Regions from separate parts of the Mustela erminea genome. Here region 1 is linked to region 2. Evidence: chromatin contacts called from public Hi-C data. All regions are on one chromosome and are shown on one strand. Each heading gives the region's core, a stretch centred on a gene start, on an enhancer-like site or on the middle of the called end of the contact. The rest is flanking DNA. Distances are from core to core; before and after follow the strand shown. Region 1 holds the start of SMC3 (structural maintenance of chromosomes protein 3). Region 2 holds the start of SMNDC1 (survival of motor neuron-related-splicing factor 30).

Region 1 (5,583 bases), core at 1,598-4,097, 210 kb before region 2:
ACAAGTGATGTACTGAGGGTAGGTTTTCTTCTTGCCCTCAGTTTTTTTTTTTTTTTTAACTGTAGTTGACATTCTTACCCTCAATTTTTTAAATTTAATATTTATTTCAAAATAATGTTTGCCCTTGACTGATCTCCATATGAGTCTCACCTTACCAAGTGAGACAGACTGAATTGTGCCACTCCCCTGTCCCAATCATATGCTGGAAGTCCTAATTCCAAATGCCTGGTATTTGGAGATAGGGGCCTTTGGGAGATAATCAGCATCAGGTGAGGTTGTGAGGGGGGAGCCTTCATGATGGAATTAGTGTTCTAATAAGGAAGACGCAGAGAGAACCAAAGAGGTCACATGAGCATGATGATGAAGATGGTGACTTCCAGAATGTGACTGTGCCGGCACCTTAATCATGGCCCTGAATTTCCAAAACAGTCATAAAATAAATTGTTTAAGCCACTTAGTCTATATTTAATGGTAGACCTAGCAGTCTAATATACCAATAAACCACGCCAAGGAGGACAATGTATAGACGTCTATTTGTAACAGTTTCTTCTGGCCTTTAAAAATTCAGCAGAACTTCAAGAAACACCTTCGCTGGCTCTATCAGCAAAAAATGGAGAGTATCACCTGAAGAGTCTTTAAACTAAACACTGTATTGCAGAACAATAATCATTGTAGCTCTTTACCCTCACACATATACTTTCTTTTTTTTTTTTTTTTTAAAGATTTTATTTATTTATTTGGCAGAGAGAAATTACACATATACTTTCTCATTTAATTTTTCCAACAGCCATGTAAGATGAGTATCATTAGCTCCACTTTACAAACCCCTCAGGGAGTCAAGTTTGAAAATGTATCAGAACCAGGATTGGAAAGCCATTCTGTTATGCTCTAAAGTTTATGCTTTTTCTACCAAGCTGCTGCATGGTGTGACCTTAAATAGTATGACAGAAAAAAAAAAAAACAACTCTGAGAACAATCTAATTTGTAAATAAATAATGGCCATCTTTGAAATAAGGAAACCGTGGGCTTTTTAATTAAGAAATGACATATCAACAACAGAACAGCTCAAATGCTAAATTTAGTGTCATTCGCTGTAAAGCCACACTTTCATACATACCAGGCTAAATAAAAATGAGTAACTAGTGATCACCTTATGCAAATATTTTAAATGCATAAAATAAGCAATTCCTCAGAGCAGATAGAAGACATGCTATTTCTTTCTTTCTTTCTTTTTTTTTTTTAAAGATTTTATTTATTTATTTGACAGAGATCACAAGTAGGCAGAGAGGCAGGCAGAGAGAGAGGAGGAAGCAGGCTCCCTGCCAAGCAGAGAGCCCGATGCTAAACGGGGCTCCATCCCAGGACCTGAGATCATGATCCAAGCCAAAGGCAGAAGCTTTAACCCACGGAGCCACCCAGGCACCCCAAGACATGCTATTTCATACAGAAATAGTAAGTATAAATTCATGTAATATTCAAAGCCAATTCCTCTTTCCTCAAGCCCAGACAGAATTTAAATGGCTCTCTACACATAAATCTGATTTTGCAAACCATCAACACTTACCGATAACATTATGTTTTGAACTGAAGGGATCTACAATTGTTTGATCTCTGTAACTCCGAAAACCCTGGATAATAACCTAGTAAATTAAAAAAAAGATACCTTTCAGAGAATACATACTAAAAGACGCAACTCCTAAACATTTCTCCTTGGCTCTTCTCTTTTCGGGGGGTTTCTCCTTTAATGCAAGACAGAGAACCTTCCATTTCTTACGAGAGAAACTCCTGCTGGAGGAGGGTGATTAAAAATCTTCAAAACAACAACAGTCCGTTTATCAGTAACGACGGACAGCGCGGTTTTTTAGGAGTTAACCATCAGGAGCCTGGTAAGGAACTCTCAGAATCAAGTACCTCGTAGAAGGTTCGTGCGGACGCTCAGCAGGACACTGCTTTAAGCAAAACGTGTCCAGCGGGCGGCCTGGCCCCGGCTTCCCTTACTCCAAGAGCAGTGGGCGCTTCTTTCGGACCCACCCGCCCGCCAAGGTAAGGAGCCGTTCCAAGGAAGGGGCGCTTCAAGCCCAACGCATCCCGTGGAGAAACTTCTCTCCAAGAGCGTGGATGGGCTCATCTCCGCGGTGGACTCTCGCGCGGGAAGACCATTTTGACAGAAGTAAACAAGAGAACGAGGCGGCGCTACAGATTCTGCAGGAAGAGGGTCCCTTTCACGTCCCCATTAATTCGGGGACAAAGACCCCGGGTTACGCTGACACCCCAATCTGAGCCCCCCAGGGGCGTCTCCGGGCCGGGGAGGCCACCTCTCCATACACCCATGCAAATGGGCGGCGCGGGGCGAGAGGACAACGCGGCCGCCCGCCCCGCCGCTGCAGCCCCCGGCGCGGCCCCCAGCCAGCTCGGGGCCCCCAGCCCGCCCCCGGCCCACCCAGGAAGGCCCGCTCCCTCTAAACGTCTCGGAAAGACGGCTCCCTCGGACGAGCGCGCTGCAGGAGGGCGCCCCGATCCTCTGCGGCCCCTGCGCCCGCGGGGCGGGGCCTCTCCCCTCCCCCGCAGCCCGCGTCCAGCTCTGGGTCAACCCCGCCGGGAGGCGGGAGGCCGCGGGTCGCACCGGGACACCCCTGCCTCATGGAGCGGTCCTCAGAGGCCCGTAAGGGGGTGGGCGGGGCGCACAGGCCTCACCTGTTTTATGTACATGGTTCCACGGCCCTCACCAGGGAGGACTCCCCGCGAGAAGCTACAGCGCGGCCGTGGGGTCCAGTAAGGCGCCTATGAGACCCCTCCCCCAAAGCGTCGCTCGCTCCCGTCCAGCCAAACAAAATGGCGGCGCCCGTGGAGGCGGAGTCCGCGCCTTAGACGGAACCATCCTCGCGGCCCCTGGAGAGCGTAGGGGGAGTCAGGGTCGGGTCTTCTCTTTTCCTTTTGACAAAAAGAGCCTTCGACGGCGTCCCCCAGTGGGTTTCATTTGATTGTTCAATTTGTTGCTGAACTTTTCCTGAGAATTAGTCGGAAGCTTCGTTCATAAAAGCCTTGATCGTGAGTTTGGCCCGTATGCCCTCCGAGAGCGGAGCCAATGGTTGCATCCACAAGGGCGTAAAGGTTCGGCGCCAAAGCCAAGTGTGAGAGCCCGAGGGCCAGTGGCGGAGCTTGCCGGTGGCCACGTGATCTCTGGCTGTTTAAAAATGCTTACCCGCGCTCGAACCTGCGGAGTCCTGGGAGCTTGTGGGGTTCGCCGGGTGGAATCCTTGTTGCTCTGTTTATTCTTGCTCGCTCCGGGAGCTTGTGTAAACTTAGGACGGCCCCTGCAGGCTCGGGACGGCACGCTCGCAGCACAGGGAAGGGCCTGACGCTTGAAAATTTGTTTTAATAACGTGGTAATTAATACCCTGGGAGCTGTTACTACTTTGCCATTTACTGTAAATCTAGTCAGACATGGACAATTGCAACAAAAAGAAATTTAGATAAGAGTAAAAGCTCTTTTATTGCTTTAACAGCCTGAAAGATACTAGGTGCTAGCAGCACCCTAGATGCATCTAATCTGATGAGTCTTATGGGGAAAATTTAATGTAGTTAAGCTGGATCTCTGGGCAGCTGTAAAATTACCTGCCGTTTAAGTTGGTGATCCTTGCTGCCCCTCCCGCTGCTGTGGGCTGTTCCAGCCCTAATTATTTCTAGATTGAACTATTTTTAAGAGCCGGCTAACTTCATCCTTGTCAGCACCCCCTTGGTGCTGGCAGAGTCAAATCCTTTCCAGCTCTGGGTGTTTAAAAAAAAAAAATCTTAAATATTTCTCCTAGATTAGTGTCTCTACACTCTCAATTTCTGTGGGATTGTAGGCAGATTAATAAAGTTCAAAATTTCCATTTCCTATTCTATAATATGAGGATGATAAAAACATTTCATTTTTAGAATAAAAATAGAATGTATAAAATAATTATATTTACTAAAACTGTGGAGATGTGTGCCCCTGAGGCTTTTATGAAATTGCAGTCTGGCTGACATCTTGATTTCAGCTTAATGACGCCTAAGGAGAGGACCCAATTATATTTCGCCCAGACTTCTGACCATATTTCTTTCTTTTTTTTTTTTTTTTTAGATTTATTTATTTGTTTATTTGACAGAGATCACAAGCAGGCAGAGAGGCAGGCAGAGAGAGAGGAGGAAGCAGGCTACCCAGTGAGCAGAGAGACCGATGCGGGGCTCGAACCCAGGGGATGGAGATCATGACCTGAGCTAAAGGCAAAGGCTTAACCCACTGAGCCACCCAGGTGCCCCCTGACCATATTTCAAAAAATCCTGGGGGCGCCTGGGTGGCTCAGTGGGTTAAGCCGCTGCCTTCGGCTCAGGTCATGATCTCAGGGTCCTGGGATCGAGTCCCGCATCGGGCTCTCTGCTTGGCGGGGAGCCTGCTTCCCTCTCTCTCTTTCTCTCTGCCTGCCTCTCCATCTACTTGTGATCTCTCTCTGTCAAATAAATAAATAAAATCTTTAAAAAAAAAAATCCTGATGCTGTAGACCTTTTCTCATAAATGTTAAACTCAGTTTACAATATCTGCAGCAATAAAGACTCCCAAGGACAGTGAAGGTGAAGTATAGGGCAAGGGCCAAGTACACACAAGATAAGACCCTACTTTTTCATTCTCATCTTTATACCCCCTCCATTGTTAAGACATTCCAAAATAAAGCTTTGACTCTAAGCTATTGTCAGTTCACAGTCTTTTATCATCCCAGGAAGGGATCACAGACTGATTTTATCTATCTCTAAGTTATTTCTCCCAACCTCTTAAAAAAGATTCTTTAATGTGTGCCCTATCTATCTTTATTCTCAGGTTAGAAAGATTTTCTATGGGTACCTTCCAATCCAACGATCAGGAAGGAAATATTATTATCACTCATTTTCAGTTGTTATGGTCCCCAAAAGATAGAACTAACACAGCAGAGATGATCCCAAATTATAGTTTTCTCTTGGTGACTCCTGGTACTGTGAAGTCCCAAATCACCTAAGAGAAAACCTAGAAAATTCTTATCCAAGCAAGATAGAACTATAGCATTTATGGGAAGATGAGACTCGAAAGAAAGACAAAATCTTTTATTGCCTCCCTCATGGATATATAGGAGACATTGCCAGATTTCCTTAGGGAAAAAACTTGGGAGGAAACCTTTTTAGGTACCATGCCCCAAAAGCCAAGACTAAACACTTTATACCATTGCAGGATTTTTTTTCTCTGTTGGTGCCTGCATCAGACACTTTGAAGAATGAAGAGGTAGACAGAGAGGTGGGCAGCAAAGCAGCATTTATTGAGCGATAACAAAGTGATAGCACAAAGCTCCCGAAGAGAGAGGGGACCTGGAAGGGTTGCCATTGAGATCTCTGAGTCTAGGGGTTTTTGTGGGGTTCGTTCAAGGGCTGTTTTGATCTGATTAACCCTTCCTGTGCCTGTCATCCAATCAAGGTTTTGTCATCTATCACATCGGAAAGCGTGGAGGGCTCATTCCAGGGTCGTTGTAAAATCCTTTTAAGGATGGTTCCTCTTCAGGCAGGCGGCCTCCTTCTTCCTGCCTGCCTGTCTTC
Region 2 (6,045 bases), core at 2,637-5,136:
CAGAGAGAGATCACAAGAAGGCAGAGAGGCAGGCAAAGAGAGTGACAGGGAAGCAGGCTCCCTGCTGAGCAGAGAGCCCGACGCGGGACTCGATCCCAGGACCCTGAGATCATGGCCTGAGCCAAAGGCAGCGACTTAACCCACTGAGCCACCCAGGCGCCCCTAGACTTAGGAACTTTAAAAATGTATTCAATGCTTTGCTCATCTATCATAGTCATTATTCTGTTTAGCCCAGCTTGACTCACATTTGGCCAAAAGAGTCAAACTTGATTCTGTGACCCTTCACTTAATCCTATAGTTTTGGGGGTACTTCCTTGCTTTCTGGCAAGGTAATCGAGGCTCACCTTTGTACTTTTGTATTTTCTGGGCCTCAGACCTGAAAACAACCATTTCTCCAAGAAATACGGTTTCTTTTGTGGACAAAGGGATCTAGATATCAAGATATGGGGACCCTCCATTGGGAGAAATTATATATATTCTTCTAAGAAATATACACAAATAAACCCTAATTCAAATTTAACATCAGAGAACTTCCCCCTAAACCTTCTTTTATTTTATATTTTTCATTTCTTTTCTCCTAGATTTCTAACATGTATTATTCACTTTATAGTATACCTAAAAAGTTTCAAAGTTGCATTGCCAATAGTACTATTAGAATAAATCTGTGACATCTGAGATTTTTTTGTTGTTGTTGTGCTTTTTGCCCTCAGAGTATATCCCACTAAGAATACACATAAGACTATTATTAAACACCATTTCTAAATATGTCTAAAGAACTTTGAATGACTGCCATTTCTGATCCCTGTAAAGACTTAGGTTATAATCTTTTTCAAACTGAAGGAATCCTGCTTTCTCTTTTTGGTGGTATGTTTTCAGTTCTTTAGTGGTACATGTAAAACACAGAAATAGCTGAAAATGCACATCCCGAGACAAGCAAGGCGGTGCAAATAAAAGTGGACAAGCCAGACTGCTATGACTGATAAGCACCTGCACTGGACAGCATCCATTTAAGGGTGTTTTTCCGTCACCTTTAAATGAATGATGACACCCAAGAATCACCTCAGGGTGTATTTTCAATCCACTGTGTGCAAAAACACTCAATAAGTACAAAAGCCAGTAGCTTGCCCTGTGGCAATTCTCCATGCAAACATTCAAAACACCTATTATGACTAAAGAGGGCAAAGGTACAAGCAGTTATTATGATGATATACACATCTCTAATTCATCATCTTAGGCATTTGTCAAGATCGCAAAAAATGTGGGCAAATCTGGTCCCACTTTTAGTCAGGAGGGAAGGCAATAAAAGCTAAACTAAATAAAGATGTAATCTCTTGGAGCTCCTGGGTTGCTTCATCATTTGAGCGACTGGCTCTTGATTTTGGCTCAAGTCATGGTCTCAGGGTCTTGGGATGAAGCCCTGAGTCAGGTCCCACACTCAGTGGAGTCAGCTTGTTCCTCTCCCTCTGCTCTTCCCTCCCTGCCCCACCTCTACACGCATTCTCACTCTCTCTTAAATAAATAAATCTTTCAATCTGTCATTTAACCAATAAATTGTTGCATACTCTTGTACTCTGCAGTGGGTTGGCACATTTCCAAAAGAAGCTGCTATATTTTAATTTTCTTTAGTAATTAAAGGCAATAGCTTATATTCTAATAACAATTAGGAGTCTTCAAATGTTATTTACCTACTAGGTTTCAATAAAATAGATACCAGGTTTTAAAACTAGAGGTTTTAGATACTGCTCTTTTTGAAGAATAAGCATGATCAAATTTGAATGAGAACATTTTAAGAAAAATTAGACACTGAGTAGATTTTCACACTCAGTGAAGGTGGTAAGTCTGAACATTTATTTGAAACATCACTCTTAGTCAAAGTTTATACTTGCTCCAATTTTGTCTCTAATAGCTTTTGAACCACTGTGAAATTAAATGAGTATATGTGAAGCGCTTAGAATGTCATCTGGTATATACAACTGTTATTTCTTTATGAGAATTAAAATTAAAACTATATTGTTTTTTCCCCACCAAATACAATCCATGTTGTACAGAGGAGTTAGAGATTAAAAGCAATCCTGAAAATAAAAGCTGTCAAGATGATATAGAAATCCATACATGAGCTTATAATAAATACTTTCCTCTCTCTCTGTCTGGAGGTGGTTCATTAAGAGTTCTCCTATTTGAGGGGTGCCTGGCTGGCTCAGTCGGAAGAGCATGCAATTCTTGATCTCAGGGTTGTGAGTTCAGCCCGTCACTGGGTGTAAAGATTACTGAAATAAATAAACAAACAAAAAAAAAAGTTCCCTTAAGTGAAAGATTTTTACACAACTGCAAAATATACCTTATATTCAAGGAAGATCTTCCTGGCATTTGTTCTTTAAATACACAATTAGAATAAGTGCAGTTTTTAAAAACTACATTATATTTTGAACAAACTTCTACCATGTTAAGGAAGCACATCCTTTCTGGTCTGTTTTGACTCTTAATTTTAGCTACACACTGCTGCCCTCTGCAGCATTTCAGTTCTTCCAAATTGCCACACCAATGATCACAAACCTAATCTAGTTTCCATCTATGTTTGTGTATTTAGAGAAGGGAAGGTCCCTTCAAAAAAGCAAGAGGGCATCAGAGCAAGATGTCACAGTCCAAAAGAGCCCATCTGAGAGGAGGGCCTTCTTAGGGGTCCAGCAACATACCCCGACCCCCTAAAGAAGGTTCCTTCCAGGTATTCGTGTAGCCTCTGTCACAGGATTTCATATTTTTAATTGGAAAAAATGATATATGTATGGAAAAATTTGGAAAGGGTAAACAGTGAAAAATATAACCAGTGAAAACATTTGGCTTCTATTCCAAATCTCTAGACAGGTTTATGCATCTGCCCAGAGAATATATATTATTACAAACATACATTGCTTTTTTTTTTTTTTAAGATTTTATTTATTTGACACAGAGAGAGAAATCACAAGTAGGCAGAGTGGCAGGCAGAGAGAGAGGAGGAAGCAGGCTCCCTGCGGAGCAGAGAGCCCGACGTGGGGCTCGATGCCAGGACCCTGGGATCATGACCTGAGCCGAAGGCAGCGGCTTTAACCCACGGAGCCACCCAGGCGCCCCACATACATTTCTTTTTAAACATAAAGTATTCACATCACTCTGCTTATCGTTCAAGACAACATAACCTGGAGATGGTTTCCTATCAGGGGAGATTAACCTATATAATTTACGCTATTAAAACCAAGCAGGGTCTAACAAAATAGGTTTTAAATAAATCAACCTTCGCTCCAACAGGTTCTGCCACAATTACCTTTTTATTGCTACTAAGTCTTCTCCTACTATATAAAGCGATGGCTCTAAAACTTGAGCAGATATTGGTATCACCTGCGGCGCGTGTTAAAACAGGCTGCTGCGCCACCTCGAGTTTCTGAGTCAGGAGGTCTGGAGTAGGGACTGAGAATCTGCACTTGTAATAAGTTACCGCGCGATGGTGATACAGGAGTTGCGGGAACCACATCTTGGGAACCAACCGCTGGTATGCTCGTTGCTTTAAAACTCCGTTCCTCCCACCTCCCAGCACCGCTAGTCTTAGAAGGAAAATGCGGTTACTCTGCTGGGAACTTCACGAAGGGCCCAACAACACCCACTCCCAAATTAGTCAAGGACTCTGCACTCACATCCGAAATCGGGATAACACAAACCTACATCCGGCGCCTGGCGCAACCTAGCTACGCCATTTCCTTTCTATGAAGCTCCGCCCACTCCGCGTCCCTAACACAAGGGTGGGCCGCGCAGCGACAGCTAGGAATCACGTGGGTAGGACGACGTCTCGCGAGGCTTTTAACCTCTCGCGAGATTTGACCCGCTTCTGTCTTTTCCTCCTTCCAGTGCCCGGCTTTCTTCCCCTCCCCCCCCATCGCCGGCCAAGTTCTCCCATTTCGGACAGAGTCGCCTTGTTGTTACCGCGGAGATTTTTCCTACTGCAGCTGCTGCCGCTGTTGCCGCCGCCACTACTGGGCTCATTTGCCCCGACCCCTTCCTGTCGCCCTACCCCCAGCCCCACACAAGGTAACGAAGCCGGCGAGGGCGAGAGCAGGGCCTCGGGGCCTCGGCCTCTCCCTAGTTGAAGCCGAGGCCTGAGGCCGAGGAGCCGGCCGCGTTGGAGAGGCCTGGGCGCCGGCAAGAGTCTTAGGGGCCCGGCCTCTTCTGCCACCCAGAGCTGGGCCCTGAGGGGCCCCGAACGCGGCCAGGAGCGACGACCGGGGCTAACCCGGGAAACCGGTCGGGTGGGGTAGGGCTGGGGAGGCCTCTTGAGGAAGCCTCAGCGGTTCCCTGCGGAGCGCGTTTGGGGGTGTGAGGCTCCGACGCTGCTGGGGTCCGCTCCGTTTGTTTTCCGTTTCTCTGGAGCTTGTGTTTGAATTCCGAGGTCTGGTTGTGGCGGGCTTTGAGGGGTTGGGTGCCTGGCTTAACTCGAGCCCCTTTGGAGCCCTTCCAAATTCCAGGCTGTGGTTGGACGGGACTTGTAAGACAGAGAAGGGTCCTCGGAAGCCCCGCGTGTTGTCTTGACAAACCGAGAAAGGATTCCGGTATATCTTATTTTCCGGAAAAGAATGAGGCAGGTTGGGTGAAAGGCACGCTCCTTAGAATGCCTAAACGGGCCAGTGGTTGTGCCGTTTTCGTTAATGAAGACGCTGCATCGGCAATATTTTAAGTGACCCGGTGAAACATTTTTGCTCTGGAGAAGAGCTTCTGAGCACACTTACCAATTAATAGTTCATGTAGAGATTATTATCTATGTAGTTAGTCCAAAAGTCATATATATTTTGTTTTGGAAGTCTGCGTTAGGGTTTAGAAATATTTTCTTCTTAAATCTCGATTTTTTCCAGCAGGTTAGTGCTTTTTAAAAATTTTTCCCGGCGAAGATGTAACAACCTTGTTAATTGAGCCAAATACAGTGTCTTCCCTGTTACAGGAGTTTAAAGAAGATTAGAAATTCTCCTTTTTCCTTTTGCCTTAGCTGTTGTCCGATAAATTCCACACAGAAACAAAAACAAGTTTATAATCTGCGGAATCCATTCCCTTGAAGCTTGGATTTGACTCACAGCTTTCCTCAGAACTAAGAGTAAAGGTAATGGTAATGAGTTAAGTTGCAGCAATGAATTATATGAAGGAGTTGGGAGCAAAACTGGTAAGGATTAAGTCAGGCAGACAGGGAAATTATTTTTTTATGGTGCTTTTGGTTGTTTTCCTGGTCTTACCCTTTTTATTTTCCCCCAGATGTCAGAGGATCTAGCAAAGCAGCTGGCAAGCTACAAAGCTCAACTCCAGCAAGTCGAAGCTGCATTGTCCGGAAACGGAGAAAATGAAGATTTGCTAAAATTAAAGAAAGATTTACAAGTAAGTATAAGAGGACACTAATAGTTACATCGCTTGGAAAAAGTATTTCTCTGTTTTCCAAATGATTTATTGCTTAGAAGCTAAAGCACCATTTGGAGGGGAGTGTTTCTTCTCCTTTCCTCCCGTGTGTGCATGTGTATGTGCACATGCGTGTGTATGTGCACAGGGCGCATGGCTCGCAGTGGTAGGGTTGCTTCCTCAGTCGTATGCATCAGAATGAGTAAAGCATTGTTCTTATGTAAATCTTGTATGTTCACAGAATTTTTAAAAATATTTGAATTAAGTCTCTGTCAAACCTAGAGAAGAGGTACATATAATTTTACAGTAGAGAGTGCTTTTATTTTTAAAGATCTGGCAAAGGAAATCTGAGAAGTAGCTAAAAGAAAACACATGGAATTAAATGTTACCTATACTGGTATTAGAAAAAAACAAATGTAGAAGCATTTTATAAATGATGAAAACAATGAGAAAAATATAACCTGATTAAGAGTCTTTTTAATGTCACAAGGTTCTTTGAAAAATCAGGGAGAGAGAGTGTGTGTGTGTGTGTGTGTGTGTGTGTGTGTGTTTCAAAGCTAGCAGGTAAACACCTTGTATTAAAAATACATAAAGATATCTAAAGAGATACTTGTTTTCTGCATACATGTTACATAATATTTG

The links. Hi-C and Micro-C count contacts between places; a contact is called where the count stands out from the background.
Region 1: a contact with region 2 is called in a Hi-C map of spleen, with 3 times the contacts expected there. The contact joins the promoter of SMC3 here to the promoter of SMNDC1 in region 2. A contact is called at or near these places in 3 of 3 Hi-C or Micro-C datasets (fibroblasts, skeletal muscle and spleen).

What each region holds. Positions count from the first base shown.
Region 1 is chr14:72,962,722-72,968,304 of mMusErm1.Pri, reverse strand. It overlaps SMC3 (structural maintenance of chromosomes protein 3), which reads right to left and starts at 2,847. Exons shown (of 29, transcript XM_032312515.1): 1 at 2,695-2,847; 2 at 1,565-1,640. The coding sequence starts at 2,709.
Region 2 is chr14:72,756,844-72,762,888 of mMusErm1.Pri, reverse strand. SMNDC1 (survival of motor neuron-related-splicing factor 30) reads left to right here and starts at 3,886. Exons shown (of 6, transcript XM_032312394.1): 1 at 3,886-4,056; 2 at 5,266-5,385. The coding sequence starts at 5,266. LOC116572929 (a long non-coding RNA gene) reads right to left here and starts at 3,860. Exons shown (of 3, transcript XR_004278555.1): 1 at 3,299-3,860.